Linked DNA regions of Mus musculus: regions 1, 3 and 4 are each linked to region 2. The links are chromatin contacts, called in public ChIA-PET and HiChIP or PLAC-seq maps. All regions are on one chromosome and are shown on one strand. Each heading gives the region's core, a stretch centred on a gene start, on an enhancer-like site or on the middle of the called end of the contact. The rest is flanking DNA. Distances are from core to core; before and after follow the strand shown.

What was found. ChIA-PET counts read pairs in DNA pulled down with a chosen protein or histone mark. HiChIP or PLAC-seq counts read pairs in DNA pulled down with a chosen protein or histone mark.
Region 1: a contact with region 2 is called in an H3K4me3 HiChIP or PLAC-seq map of bone marrow-derived macrophages, with 4 times the contacts expected there. The contact joins the enhancer-like site here to the promoter of Sec63 in region 2. A contact is called at or near these places in 4 of 39 promoter capture datasets (cranial neural crest, hippocampal neurons, liver and 1 more) and 3 of 115 datasets of contacts at active chromatin or transcription factors (astrocytes, bone marrow-derived macrophages and forebrain).
Region 3: a contact with region 2 is called in an H3K27ac HiChIP or PLAC-seq map of thymic regulatory T cells, with 4 times the contacts expected there. The contact joins the enhancer-like site here to the promoter of Sec63 in region 2. A contact is called at or near these places in 6 of 39 promoter capture datasets (the 3T3-L1 cell line, frontonasal cranial neural crest, hippocampal neurons and 2 more) and 4 of 115 datasets of contacts at active chromatin or transcription factors (bone marrow-derived macrophages, cardiomyocytes, double positive thymocytes and 1 more).
Region 4: a contact with region 2 is called in an RNA polymerase II ChIA-PET map of memory CD8 T cells, with 11 read pairs. The contact joins the enhancer-like site here to the promoter of Sec63 in region 2. A contact is called at or near these places in 8 of 39 promoter capture datasets (embryonic stem cells, frontonasal cranial neural crest, hematopoietic stem and progenitor cells and 4 more) and 7 of 115 datasets of contacts at active chromatin or transcription factors (astrocytes, embryonic hindbrain, extraembryonic endoderm stem cells and 4 more).

What each region holds. Positions count from the first base shown.
Region 1 is chr10:42,029,751-42,033,305 of GRCm38.p6, reverse strand. No RefSeq gene overlaps it. Among named protein-coding and RNA genes, the nearest start is that of Gm51798, 12 kb to the left of the region's middle. Within about 2 kb of position 2,110, at least 61 of the 459 cell types and tissues checked have an H3K27ac peak or open chromatin away from gene starts, as enhancers often do. A contact at or near this core is called in bone marrow-derived macrophages, where this site is marked.
Region 2 is chr10:42,759,424-42,762,754 of GRCm38.p6, reverse strand. It overlaps Sec63 (SEC63-like (S. cerevisiae)), which reads right to left and starts at 1,259. Exons shown (of 21, transcript NM_153055.3): 1 at 867-1,259. The coding sequence starts at 990.
Region 3 is chr10:41,837,250-41,840,839 of GRCm38.p6, reverse strand. All of the region lies in intron 1 of Sesn1 (sestrin 1), which reads right to left. Among named protein-coding and RNA genes, the nearest start is that of Sesn1, 28 kb to the right of the region's middle. Within about 2 kb of position 1,724, at least 16 of the 459 cell types and tissues checked have an H3K27ac peak or open chromatin away from gene starts, as enhancers often do. A contact at or near this core is called in hippocampal neurons and thymic regulatory T cells, where this site is marked.
Region 4 is chr10:41,977,632-41,980,748 of GRCm38.p6, reverse strand. It overlaps Armc2 (armadillo repeat containing 2), which reads left to right. Exons shown (of 18, transcript NM_001034858.3): 6 at 152-228. Among named protein-coding and RNA genes, the nearest start is that of Gm33058, 20 kb to the right of the region's middle. Within about 2 kb of position 1,713, at least 78 of the 459 cell types and tissues checked have an H3K27ac peak or open chromatin away from gene starts, as enhancers often do. A contact at or near this core is called in hematopoietic stem and progenitor cells, memory CD8 T cells and pre-B cells, where this site is marked.

The DNA of each region.
Region 1 (3,555 bases), core at 861-3,360, 730 kb after region 2:
TGCTCAAGTTGGGCAGTTTGCGTACAGTTCTGCTTTAAGCGACCATCGAGCCCGTTTTCTAGACTCTTAGGGGAGTCAAAACTAGGGGATTTGTCCCTAAACAAATCTCCTTCTGGTTCCAACTAGAGAGACTCTTGCTCGCCACCGGAAGTTCTGCAAGGCGAAATGAAACCGGGTACGCAAAGCATTGTGTCTCTGACGCAGAGGACCAGACGTGTGACGTGACAAAATGCCAAGGATGTGAGCTCTCCACAGTACATCGCAGAGTACCACTGGTGGAGACAGAATAAGGCAGGTCTGGGGAGTTCTTCCCTGGGGCCAAACTCAGCTTCCCTTCCCGTGCTCAAGCACCCTTTCTCTGGAAACCCGCCCTACTCTCTCCGCAAGCATTTCCACCGAAGACCTTGGCACCCAAAGAGCCTATACCCCATGATAGATGTAATTTAATATCATTTTGTTGTTAGATGTATCTCCAGACGTGGACCAGGTCATTTAATATTGCATGAGGGGAATGGGGTTGGAAGGCGGGGTAGGGGAATTCCAGACCAGTGTGACTAAACTTAAATTTGAAAGTTTTCAATACGAAATGCCCAGTGCATTGGAGTTTGTATCCTTTTACAGGTAACTAAAAGGGAATGTCCCCTCCCTGCAACAGAAAAAATAGCAACCTTAACAATGTTTTAAAGAACAGAAGGAAAAACTTCATTGTGATTCTCCTCTCCTGCCTCAACAAAGCTACTGGCAGGTACCCTTGACCGCTGTATCATTTACCTGACTCAGTTCATAAAGTGGATGGATACGCTGCTGTACTCCGCTTAGGCCACCACCCTCACTAGACATGCAGAGGCCGCTGGCTTACACACATTGTAACATTTGTGTTGTGTTTAACGGGTCCAAAGTGTCCTTCTTTCAAACCACTTTTAGAGCATCCTTCTTTTAGGTTGTTGATGCCTATAAATGTATCTCCCTCGGGCTGATACCACCTGATACCACCGTGTGGTTGCTGCCGCTGCCAGATCAGCGCCCCCCCCCCCCCCCCGATTTCAGCAGTGGGGCAGGTTTGAAATAGCATCTTTAATAAAAGGGCAATGGGCCTTACCGCTGTTTCCTTTTGTAGATTTTAGTTATTATTGGGGCTTTCCTGGGGTTCTGGCTCTGAACGATCCTGTCAGGCATTGGCTCAGTGTTTCTCTGCTATTCAGAGATGGCACCAGGCCCATGGGGTTGAGAGTGTAATACAGATGTGTGCGTTATCAGGAATGTTCCAAAAAGCACCTCGTGGTTTTCTCTGGGGTTCATTTTTGTTTGTTTGTTTGTTTTTGTTTTCTTTTTTTGTTGTTTTTTCTTTGGGGGTTTGGGGGGGCTGTTTTGTTTTGCAGAATTAACCCTTTCAGGGGGGTTATTGTCCTCAGTTGTCTTAGTTATGTGACAGGAAGGCCTTAGGGTGGGGATCTCTTCCTTCATCTGGAAACTTAATTTCAAATCTTACGCTTACTGCATAATGAAAAATGCCCAGGAATTGTGTGAAAGTAAGGATGAGCTGTTGCCCTGACATCTGAAAATTTTGAAACAGGTGACTATTACAGAAGCCTATTAGCTTTTCGGGACTCCCTTCCCCACAAGTTTTAAGTCAATGATCCCTCTTTCTTCCTATATTTTCTCTGCTGCATATATGATCAGTGACCTTAAAAAGCAGTCATTCAAAAACTATGTTTGGCAAACACAGCTTAATTTTCAAGTCTGGTGCAGAGTTTCTCACAGAGAGCTGGGGCCCTGAAGACAGAACGCGCTCTTTTGAGCTGCATTTTGAAAAGGGAAGGGAACTGTAACTCATTCCTTGTGGTAGAGGACAAGCAATGACTCTCGGCAATGGTCTGGGGCTCCGACCTGCCACTGCCACCGTAAAGACCCGGCTCGTGGGGCTCCGACCTGCCACCGTAATGATCTACCTCCGTGGGGCTCCGAACCGCCACCGCCACCTGGCTCCATGCCCTTTCCCTCCTAGCCTCCGAGCAGCTTCTCTGGCTGCCACGTGACCCCAAGAGGCCATTTCATGTGTTCCCACTGGGTACCACCTCTGCTGTGCCCTCTGGTGGCCTTGGCTCACCACTGCTGCTGCCTCAGCAAAGTTTGACCTTGGCGCTATCAAGAGCCATCTCTCCTCTCTACTCCAGCCGCTCATGGGAGTCCGGGTGCCTGCTGACGCTGCTCCAGCCGAGAGGGAGTGATTTGTCTCCTCAGCTGGCCACAGCAGTCCACCCTGCTCCACTCTCCAGTAGCTTACACACTGAGACCCTGAAAACCACGCTGGTTCCCCAGGCCCTGCATCATTTAGGTGACCACAGTATACCACTGCCTCAAAAAATATTTCTCCTCTTTTCAACAGTCCAGACGAGATAGACCAAGCCAAAGAATGAAGCTTAGTTATTACACCACATGTAAGAGGAAACTCAAAATAGATCAATAGCTTATGTCAAGAGCTAAACCAATAAAACTTTTAGAAGAACACAGGAGGAAAGCATCATGACCTTAATGAAATGGGGTCTTGGGTCTGGGATCAAACGCAGAAGCAATACACAGGGGCTGGGGTAAATTAGACCCTAACAAATCTAAGAACCTGTAACATTGAAGGATTTTATCAAGAAAGTGAAAATAACCACTAGGGAATGAGCAGGGTGGCAACTCAGACAACAGTCTGAGCAAATCCCAGCACTTGGGAGGCAGAGGCAGGTGGATCTCCAAGTTTGAGGCCAGCCTGCTCTACAGAGTGAGTTCGAGGCCAGCCAGAGCTGCCCAGAGAAACCCTGTCTCAAAAACAAACAACCTCTGCCCCTACCTCCCAAAACCCAATAGAATGGGAGACTCTGCCAATTCCACACGGGATGTTGTGTGAATATTCCTCAGGAGGTGTGACCAAATGTCTGTTCACTACAGTTGGGGCACCAAGGAGAAGTAAGGAAACCACTCCCCCAAAGTCTTACTTGCTGAACAAATGAGTTTATTACGGTTATTGGCAGAAGCATGGGTGACCAGTTCCATCACCCAAAGTCTCCTACCCCAGCTAGCAGTGCATGTAAGCCACATCCAAGAGCCTGTAGCCCAGTTTGTAGGCAGCAACACCAAAAAGGCTCCGCTCCAGGGCAATTGCTGTGGGAGGGATTGTGTGTGAGGCTAGTAGCTTTCTGAGCTTCCTGTAATGTTCCTGAGCTTTCTAAGCCTTCGAGTTTTCCCCTTCCTCTCCCCAGAACAGAATGCTTCAGTTTGGAGAAGATAGCTGCACAATCTGTAGGAAGGGTCTAACGTCCAAAATAATAGTCTTCATTTCTCAATAATGAAAAAGCAAACAAACAACCTTTAAACTATCAAAGCACTTGGGTTAGCATTTCTCCAAGATACACACACACACACACACACACACACACACACACACACACACCCTGATATACATATAAAAGGATACTCAATCAGTATCATTGATCCCAATGGAAATGTAAACTAAAGCCATCTTCAGATCTCTCCTTACACTCACTAGGATGGCTATAACCAAAACCAGAC
Region 2 (3,331 bases), core at 10-2,509:
CCGGTGCCATATGTCTTAGTAAAGTGCAACACAGAATCCAACATTACAATCTTAAACCTAACATCCCCGGAAACTGCACTGGGTTGCGTTCTGACGCGACCTTTAATGTGGAAAGACTCGAGAACTAAAAGCAAAGGAGCTTGCGACCCCACCAACTACCTCCTTCCATCAACGAATCCCGCTTAATCCTTCATGCCTGCACTTTTCCGTTGTAAACAGGAAACTCCAGAGGAAAGGAAACGGAGAAAATCCTATTTGTGCTTTTATAAAAGGAATAACGGCAGCGCTCTCCAACCCCCACGATGTGATTGAACAAATGAAAAAAGCAACCGGAGGAAGTGACGGGGTGGGCTGCTGGTGAGCTCACTTGGAAGTCCCAAACATGACACCCAGCTTAGGGGTGCCCCCAAACATCTGTACCAACAGCTGCAGCGGGGACACCGGGACAAGAGGGAGAAAGGGTGACGGGAGCGAAGGATGCGGAGTTGTGCCCACACGCTCTTATTCCCCCTCGGCCAACTCTTCTCTCGCCCCCCGTCCCAGCCCAGCCCGCTCCCTCCAGAAAGAACACCCAACAAAGCCGAGGCTGGGGAGACAAAGAGGCGGCAGGCGAGGGGCGTCCAGAACAATGCGGATCGGATCCCCGCCAAACTCCCGCGGACCACGCAGGCGGGCGGACAGCCCCGGAAATCGCCGCCGAGCTCCGGCCCCGTGGACAGCGGCCCTCAGGCCCCGCCGCCCAGGCGGCGTCCCTGGGACGCGGAGCAGCACCGGCGGGCAGGACGGCGCGGCCCGGAGCGGAGCGGAGAAGAGCGGAGCGGAGCGTCCGCCCGAGCGCGCCAGAGCGGGCCGCCGACGGGACTCACCCGCGTTCTGGTCTCGCGGCCAGAGGTAGTAGGTGGCGGGGATCACGATGAGCCCCACGAAGGAGGTGAGGAAGTAGAAGAAGGTGTTCCCGCTGTCATCGTACTGGAACTGCTGGCCCGCCATGGCTCCGCCTCCTCCGCCGCGCTCCCCTCACCGCCGTCGCCACGACCCCGCGCTGCGCTCCGGCTCCCGGCTCCCAGCGCCCCGGCCCCGTGTGGCGTAGCTCGGACGCCGCTACCGCCGCCGCCGCCGCCGCCGCCGCCGCTCTCCTCCCCGCCCCCACGCCGCTCTCACGGACACGCCGCCGCCGCCGCCGCGGCCGTCGCCAACTCTCGCGAGAGGAGCTAGTTCCCGCCCCACGCGGCTGTTCCCTCCCCGGCCGTCTCCTCCACACGCTCACTGAGGGAGACGTGGCGCGCGCAGCAAAGAAACTCTGTTGGACCCCGCCCGCGGCCCCGCCCCTGAGCCACGGACCACGCCCTCTGTTTTCCATAAGCCCGCCCCCGGGTCCCGCCCCCTGCTTACCAGGCTTTCCTTCCCAGCACCCTTCCCGGATTCCAGGAGCTTTCTTGCCAGGGTCCCCCAAGCAGTGAGCAGAGGCGAGCGTCCTAGGTGCGATTGGGACCTGAGCTTTTGCAACCTAAGCGAGGTTGCCAAACCTCTCCACTCTCTCCTATCCCTCTCACTTTTCCTCCACGTGAACCTCATGGAAACAAGTGCCATTAAAATAGGGAGCAAGGAAAAATAAATAAATGAAAAGAATAGGGAGCAAGGAACTCCTCAGAGTTCCAAAGCCTTGGTATTTGGAGCTGCCAGTTCACTAATGCTTTCTGTGACCCAAGCGATCATGTCTTCAATTTGTCAGTAAAACATGAAATAAAGCAAAATATAGATCGGTGGCTCTCAACCTTCCTAATGCTGCCACACTTTAATACAGTCCCTCATGTTGTCGTGACCCCGAACCGTAAAATTATTTTCATTTCTAGTTCATAACTGTAATTTTACTACTGTTACGAATTGTAATGTAAATATATGATGTGCATGATATATATACTCCCTCTAAAACGGTCTTTTGATAACTCCCCCTTAACAGGGTCAGGACCCACATATTGAGAACCAATGTCATATATGCTCTATTGATGAGAAAATTCAGACTCAAAACATTTTCCAGAGGTAACGCTCAATGGTTTGGGTTTGCTCAGGGCTTGAGGATCCAAACCCAGATCGCTCTGACGCCCCAAAGAGCCGCTGGCACTCCCCTGCAACCTGTGGGCAATCTGAAGAGGCAGTCACTCTCTGCTCCTGGCCACCGAATCTCAAGCTGGAGTCAGCTGAACTGCAGGATAGTCCTCTAACCTTGCAAAGATCCCACCAGAGTCCAGTGGTGGCCTTAGCAGGGTGGGTCCCAGTGTCTGCACTGCCCTCTGTGGATCAAGAGGACACAGGGCACTTTACACAGGACCGCTGTGAATAGTAAAGGAAACTGTGCAATATCTTTAAAAAGAGAAGCTACCGCGCAAGTACAAACATTCTGCTGTATTTTTTTTTAAGATTCATTTTTTATTTTTATGTATATGAGTACACTGTAGCCATCATGTGGTTGCTGGGATTTGAACTCAGGACCTTCAGAAGAGCATTCAGTGCTCTTAACTGCCCGTTTTGTTGTTGTTTTGTTTACTTTGCTTTTTGTTGGGGGGGGTGTTTTTTTTTTTTTCTTTTTGAGCCAGGGTTTCTTTGTGTAGCCCTGGCTGTCCCGGAACTCACTCTTTAGCCAGGGTTGGCCTCGAACTCACAGAGATCAGCCTGCCTCTACCTCCTGAGTGCTGGGAATAAAGCTGTACACCAGCACCAGCGTTTAAGGATTGTTTCAAGACTAGTCAGTTAACTACATGGCTTTTCAATATGCCTTCCATTGTCTGAGAGGAAATCTGGTTACACAAGCTCTTTCATTGAATGTCTCAAAACCAGTATTTATCATAATGAGTCATGCTTCCCCTTATACTAGATTATGTTCACAAGTATTCTGTCTCCCCTTTCAAATTCCAATTTAACAGCACATTTCTGAAAGCCACTTTTGCTACATTTTTCTGCCTTGTTCCCCCCCCCCCACTCCCCCGTAAAGTTTCCAAGGACTTTATTGTAAGAGGGAAACTTAGAAGTGGAAAAGAAACTTGGACTATGAAATCAGAACAGAACTAGGGCCATCCTGAGGCAGGATAGACAGGGAATTTGGGAGATTGAAGACAGAAAAGGGGACCTCATCCCAGAGTACTTAATGCCAGCACTCAGGTAGCAGAGGCAGGCAGATCTCTGTGCATTTGAGGCCAGCCAGGGCTATACAATGAAACTATCAAAAAAAAAAAAAAAAAAAAAAAAAGCCTGTCAGCAGGTGAGAATCAAGAACTCAACATTTTTGTCTAGGATGCTGACCTAGAGTTGACATTCATTTCAGACATAGATATTT
Region 3 (3,590 bases), core at 475-2,974, 920 kb after region 2:
AGGAAGAACACCACAGACCAGAATCTTCTGCGGCAAAACTTTATTGCTTACATCTTCAGGAGCAAGAGTGTAAGAAGCAAGAGAGAGAGAAAACGAAACCCCGTCCCTATTAAGGAGAATTTTCCTTCGCCTAGGACGTGTCACTCCCTGATTGGCTGCAGCCCATCGGCCGAGTTGACGTCACGAGGAAGGCAGAGCACATGGAGTGAAGAACCACCCTCGGCACATGCGCAGATTATTTGTTTACCACTTAGAACACAGCTGTCAGCGCCATCTTGTAACGGCGAATGTGGGCGCGGCTCCCAACAGACAATAACTTAACATTCTAGTCAATCTGAGGAACCTCTTATAGTTAAAAACTAAGTGTAAGAAAATTTAATTCTAACCTTGAGGCATTAAAAAAAAAAAAGTAGAATCTTTGAGGCCAGCTGGAATAAACTGGATGCTAATAAGAGTGCTTAATCACAGTCAAACAGGCAAAAAGAAAAAGAAAAAGGCTGTTTTATAGAAATATGATCGCTGCCAGCCCAATAATCACTGGTTTGCTTTTAATATTTATCCAGAGACATCTGTTCAGAACTAATGCAATATGGGTTGCTAAATATGGAACCGTTCTTTGGTTCTAAAATACAGTCTTTTCTACAATGGCCACACAAAATATTAAAAAAGGAAGGAAAAGGACCCAGAAAAGCAGATACAATCTTAACGCCAGTCTCCATCAGAGAAACCCACATGCCTTTCCTTTTACCTTAAAATGCTGTCAGTTTCATGTTTATTTTTATTGTGTGTGGAATGAAGATGAATTCAGATCTCATATTTTATGTATGTGTGTATGTGTATGGAGTGTATGTGCATACATCTGTGCAGGCCAGAGGTCAACCACAGGTTTCATCCTCAAGACGCCACCCAGCTGGTGACCAAGCCTTCACATGACACGTGTGCTGGGACACCAGACTACATCTGCTCTACAATGAACTAAAACCCAATCAGGAGGGCACACCTGTCTTAACCAGATCATCTGAGGTGGAAAGAGCCACCTTTAACTTGGGCCACTCCTGGTATAAAATGACTCCCAGGGAAGCTTGCTCACACTCACTGGCAAGTCCATCCTTCACTGGTATTACAGCCAGCTTCTTTAGGATTCCAGCATACATTCAAAAGCATGTCTAACATCCAGACTCGTGGACAGAGCAACTGCTGGAGTGTTGGACCTTCTACTTGTAGAGTCATTGCTGTACTAGCTGGACCATAACCTGTCAGCCACCTTAATAAATTCTCCCCCACCCCTCTCTCATTCATATTCATATTCATATTCTCTCTCTCTCTCTCTCTCTCTCTCTCTCTCTCTCTCTCTCTCTGTTTTGTGTGTGTGTGTATTCTATCAGTTCTGCTTTCCAAGAGGATCCCAATACAGCCTGGAGCTTACCGATTAGGCTAACTTTTTAGACAGTGAGGAGCCCTAGGGATCCCCCTTCTCTGTGCACACCACAATGCCCAGCCCTTTAATGGGCTCTATCTCCGGCTCTTGCATTTGGGAGGCAAGCACTTTACTGACTAAACCATCTCCCCAGCCCTGGTTCCATTCTCCCCTCTGCTGCCCCTACAAGCCTCATAAGGTTTTTCTGCCATGTGTACATTTCTTCCGCTCACAGGACTGCAGGCTTAGACCATAACAATGAAGCTCAACTCCGCCTTCAGAGGCAGAACAGCACAGTAAACTACAGCGGGGACTTCCCTTCAGCCTCTCCACTGCACTCTGACCTAATCTGGTCTACCAGTCACCCCTAAGTTCTCAGCCTGAAAGCACCGAAGGGAGCCCCAGTGAATGGGAATCTGTGTTTCTGCACAGAGACTGCAGGCTCCTAAGCCAGTGTTATAGGAAATGCTGAACTTAAGTTTACAAGGGGCCTCCTGTGTGTACATTCCTGATCTGTATGTGCCATCCTTCAAGCATCTCTTTATCAAACATTACCACTTCCAACTGGAGAAGGAAGAGAAACATGGCCTGCCTGACATGTTAAGCTTTTTTTCTTTTGAGAGGATATTGACTCTTTTTTGATGTTGTTGTTGTTCATTTATTTAGTACCAAAGAGTTTTATAATGATCCTAGAAAAATGTCACACAGAATTACACAGCAATGACAATGAAGTCATCTGTTTTAGAGAAAAAAAAAAGTCCCTAAAAGGCACTTAGCTGTATTGGTCAGAAAAAGTAGGCCATGGATGACTAAACTTAGTCCAGCATCTGCAGGCTGCCCAATGCCACTCTAACTATGGTTAGGTGACATTAGCACTGACTGTCCTATACAGCTACTAGTGAGTCTCATAAGATTTGTTACTAGAAGGCAGCAAAACTGCCCCCAAGTGGAAGGGTCAAGAGAATCTGAGCACATGGGTTGGAGAGGCCTGGAGTGCTGCTCAGAGAAGGCCAGCTAACAGAGAGCAGGGGGAGCTAGAGGCCACCCTCACTGAAAACAGGCCCGCTGTTATGGTACTGGGGTGAGCCACTGACCTTTGATGTTCACAGCTGAATGCTGTTGTTGCTGTGCATTTTACTGTGTGCACATGCATGTGCCTGTACCTTTAAGCCTTCACTGATACTTTGTAGCATGAGTCTGTGTTGTCATCTCTTGACTGTCTTCCCACTGGATCTACAAACTCCTCTCAGGAAATGTTGCCATTTGCAGACAAAGATATTGAAGTTTAAGCATTTGTGGGAGGTAGCTTTTTAAAGTATTTATCGTTTGCATGCGTTTGTGTGTATTTGTGTGTGTGTGTGTGTGTGTGTGTGTGTGTGTGTGAGTGTGTGTGTGCTGGGGTAACATGTGGAGACCCCAGGAGACTTTGGTAGGCAGGTATATCCAGGCACCATGGGTCGCAGGGACTGAATGGAGGCTCTCAGGCACGTTCAGCAAGTGCTTTTACCTGCAGCCCCATCGTCCAGATCCAGAAAACACCTTACACAGTTGACTTGTACTTAAGAATCCTTAAAAGCTAGTCCCATTTTCTTATTAGTATGTAATCACTGTACAAAAGAATGGGTTTTGTTGTATTTTCATGCATTTATATAGTATACTTCAATTATATTCACTCCATAGTTATGTTTTTAAAGAGGGGGAATCTTTTCTTTTTTTAAGAGGGGGAATCTTATGAAAACTTAAAATTAATTCCATCCTTTTATCTATTATGAATGTCAGTTCTGAAATAAGCAGGAGAAATAAAATCATGTTGTTTATAATTCTACATCTGAAGAATTAACTCATATATAAATATGAGTATGTACTATATATAAATATGTATAAATATGTACTATGGCTTATATATTATAGTCTGGATATAGTGTCCTGAACTGGAAACTTAAGGGTTCTTTGGAAAGTCAGTTGGATGGGTTTTGCTGGGACAAACACATGAAGGAATGTTTCATTAAAGTGGACAGAGGTGAAAGACTAAGGCAGACTCATGAACGAAGGTTTCATTGAAGCAGACACAGGAGAGGGATGTTCTGCTAAAGCAAGCACATGAAAGGACATGTGATGAAGGATTCTTTGCTAATGACACACATGTATTGGTCAGCCTTGCACTGCATAGTTG
Region 4 (3,117 bases), core at 464-2,963, 780 kb after region 2:
TAGGAGGCAAAGGCAGGTGACAGCAGACAAATGGGCACCAAACCCATCTCTTAAACTAGTCTCTGTAGTTTCTTCCAAGCCTGACATGAACAAATTGCAGTTTATAAAAATGAAAATACTTCTGTGTCTCATCCATTGCTCTTCCTCCTAGGGACCCTGGGAAACGGCGTGCCAGGGCCTCCTCGTGCCCTAGCAGCTCAGACCTGAGCAGGAAGGAAACCAGGGCAGGTGAGTGTGCCTCTCTGCCCTCAGCATCATAGCAGATGAGAGTGCCTCTCCTCCTTCAGCATCCAGAGCAGGTGAGAGTGCCTCTCCTCCTTCAGCATCCAGAGCAGGTGAGTGTGCCTCTCCGCCTTCAGCATCCAGAGCAGGTGAGTGTGCCTCTCCGCCTTCAGCATCCTTCATTCTCAAGATCTTTGTGCTGTTAAACAGTGTGACTTGTTTTTCAAAGACAAATGTTAGGTGGAAGTCAAGGAGAGTCTAGAGTGCCACACCGAGCCCTTAGTAACTCTGTTCGACAACTTCAGGAACTGGATCCAACTTGCTCAGAAACCATTTGTTTTCTAAGTTTTCATTTTTCACTGCCGTCTTAAACCAGTATCCAGGTCTGCTGCCTTCAATGTAGACAGAAACTCACAGAAATTATAGCTTGAAGGTATCTGGAGGGTTTGTGTGCAGATTTAATATCAGTGTAAATCTAAACTTAAGTTCAAAAGCATTGCCCACTTAAATGAAGAAGGTTTTAATTCTTCAAGATTTTTTGTTTTTTGTTTTTGTCTTTAAAATAAAGAAAAAGATACAAATGTGGCACATTGTTAACATTGGACCAAACTAGTCAGGGTAGGACAGCTGTCTGTTACATTAAATGAAACTATATTATGAAAGCCCTTTAGGGACTTTATTCTGCCTGAGGAAATATGAAATAATACAGACCAATGGTTAGAAATGGTGCAAAGTCAGGCAGTGAGAAAAATGAGCCAGGGAACATTTGTTACACTATACCACTGTAACATTGTAACACTGTAACATTGTAACACTGTAACATTGTAACATTGACTGTACAACACAAGCAGCAGGTGAAACCTTAAGTTGTGGAAACAAGAGTTAGGGAGCTCTGTGTCACACCTAGAAAAACAAACATGCTGTCACCCCCATTTCAAAGGCTGGTGACCCCCCCCCCCATGGGGAAGGATCTAGATAAGGCAGGCATAAGAAGGTTTTAAGCCTTCAAGGTTTTTGTTGTTGTTGTTGTCTTTAAAATAAAAAGATACAAACGTAGCACATTATTAGCATTGAACCAAACTATTCAGGGTAGGACAGTGTCTGTTATATTCTTCATAGTTTTTTTTTTTCATTTCACACAAAAGTTTATGTCGGGCTCTATGAGTACACATCTATAATCTGAACATTTTGGAAACAGAGACAGGGTTATGAATTGCAGGCCATTCTGAGCTACAGTAAGACCTTGTCTCAACAAAAATAAAAAATGATGATAAATGATATCAATCTAGCACCGTGTAAAAGATGTTATCTTCAAACTAGCCCCTCACCAGTAAGGAGACAGTTAGTGGTCACCTGCAATGTATCTAGAACTCAGGAGAATCTAAGCCTTCCAATTCCCTAGACAACATTGTTGCTAAGGGGTTTACGTTTGCATGCTAAAAACACCAGCCAATGCTAACAATGTATCAAGCTGTTGGGTCCAAAGCTGAAAGCTGTGGTTAACAGCTATAACCACGGAGACAGCAGAATCTTCAAAAACAGGCAGTATTTCTTGCCTGACTTACCCAATTTTCCTGTTGAATCATTATTTTTATATTTAGCAAGCAGTGAACCTAGATGAAAGTCCTTTTTAAAATTTGAAGTTGTTCCCCAAGACTGGGCCACACTGTGTGTTTGTAGACATGCTTCAGTTTCTAGAATTCACTGGGGATAGGGTATGGAATGGAGGTGATGGGGGCAGTGAGGACCACATGGGGATACAGAAGCAAGGCCATAGCAAGACACAACCACATTAGTGGGGATTCCTGGGAGACGACCGAGAAGAAATTCTTATACCACAGTGTTTAGCTAACTTCTCAAAATGAGTCTGAGAAGTCTCAGAAGGGTCTGGAGGTAACTAAACTTGGGTGATTTCTGACTCATCTTGATAATCATTTCTTCCTGGGGGGAGCATGTTGACTGATTTCACTCTTCCTGGGGAACTAGTTGATCGCTCAGCTTTACATTGAAAAGCACACTGTGTAGGGGTTTCGTTTTGGTTTTTTGTTTTTTTTTTAAGACCACATGGATTTAAAGCCTGAATTTCTAGTAATTTGGGGTTTTGATGTGTTAGAGCAGGTTCCTACTCCAATAGATGATGCCACAGCTCAATGTCAGAGTCTTTTTCTCGAACCCTTTACCATATTTTTTGAGATGGTCTCTCGTTGGACATGGAGCCACATTCTGGCCACACTGAGCTGGTCAGTGAGCTCGCAGGATCTGCCTGTTTCTGCTCCTCTGCTCTGGGGTTACAGCACCATGCCTGGCTTCTTTTATATGTGCTGGGGATCCAAGCCTGGGTCCTGAAGCTTGCAGCAGCAGGTGCCTTACCCACCGAGCCATCTCCCCAACCTGCTTTCTAGCAAATTTAAGTGTTTCCTATATATGTCAAGGAAATTGACTGTTGTTGACTTAACAACTTCTGGCTTTTTGTTTGCCTTCTTCAATACTGAGTCTGTTCATATCCTTTGGCCTCTAAGTGGATTAATTACCTAGGACTATGAGCGGCGGTCTTCTTATACTGCGTGGCTATTTGTATTTACTTTTAGAATTACATGCTTGTTTGTTTTGTTTGTTTAATGTGAGTACATGGTTGCTCTCTTCAGACACACCAGAAGAGGGCATCGGATCCCATAGCAGATGCTTGTGAGCCACCATGTGGTTGCTGGGAACTGAACTCAGGACCTCTGGAAGAGCAGTCAGGGCTCTTAACCGCTGAGCCATCTCTCCAGCCCCATGTGCATGTTTTATCCAGTTCAAGCACACTCAAAAATCCAAAAAGCAGAGATGATGGTCTACAGTCTTTTGTCTGCCATTCTGAAAACCTCAACATCCCAAACGTTGAAATAGCTCTAG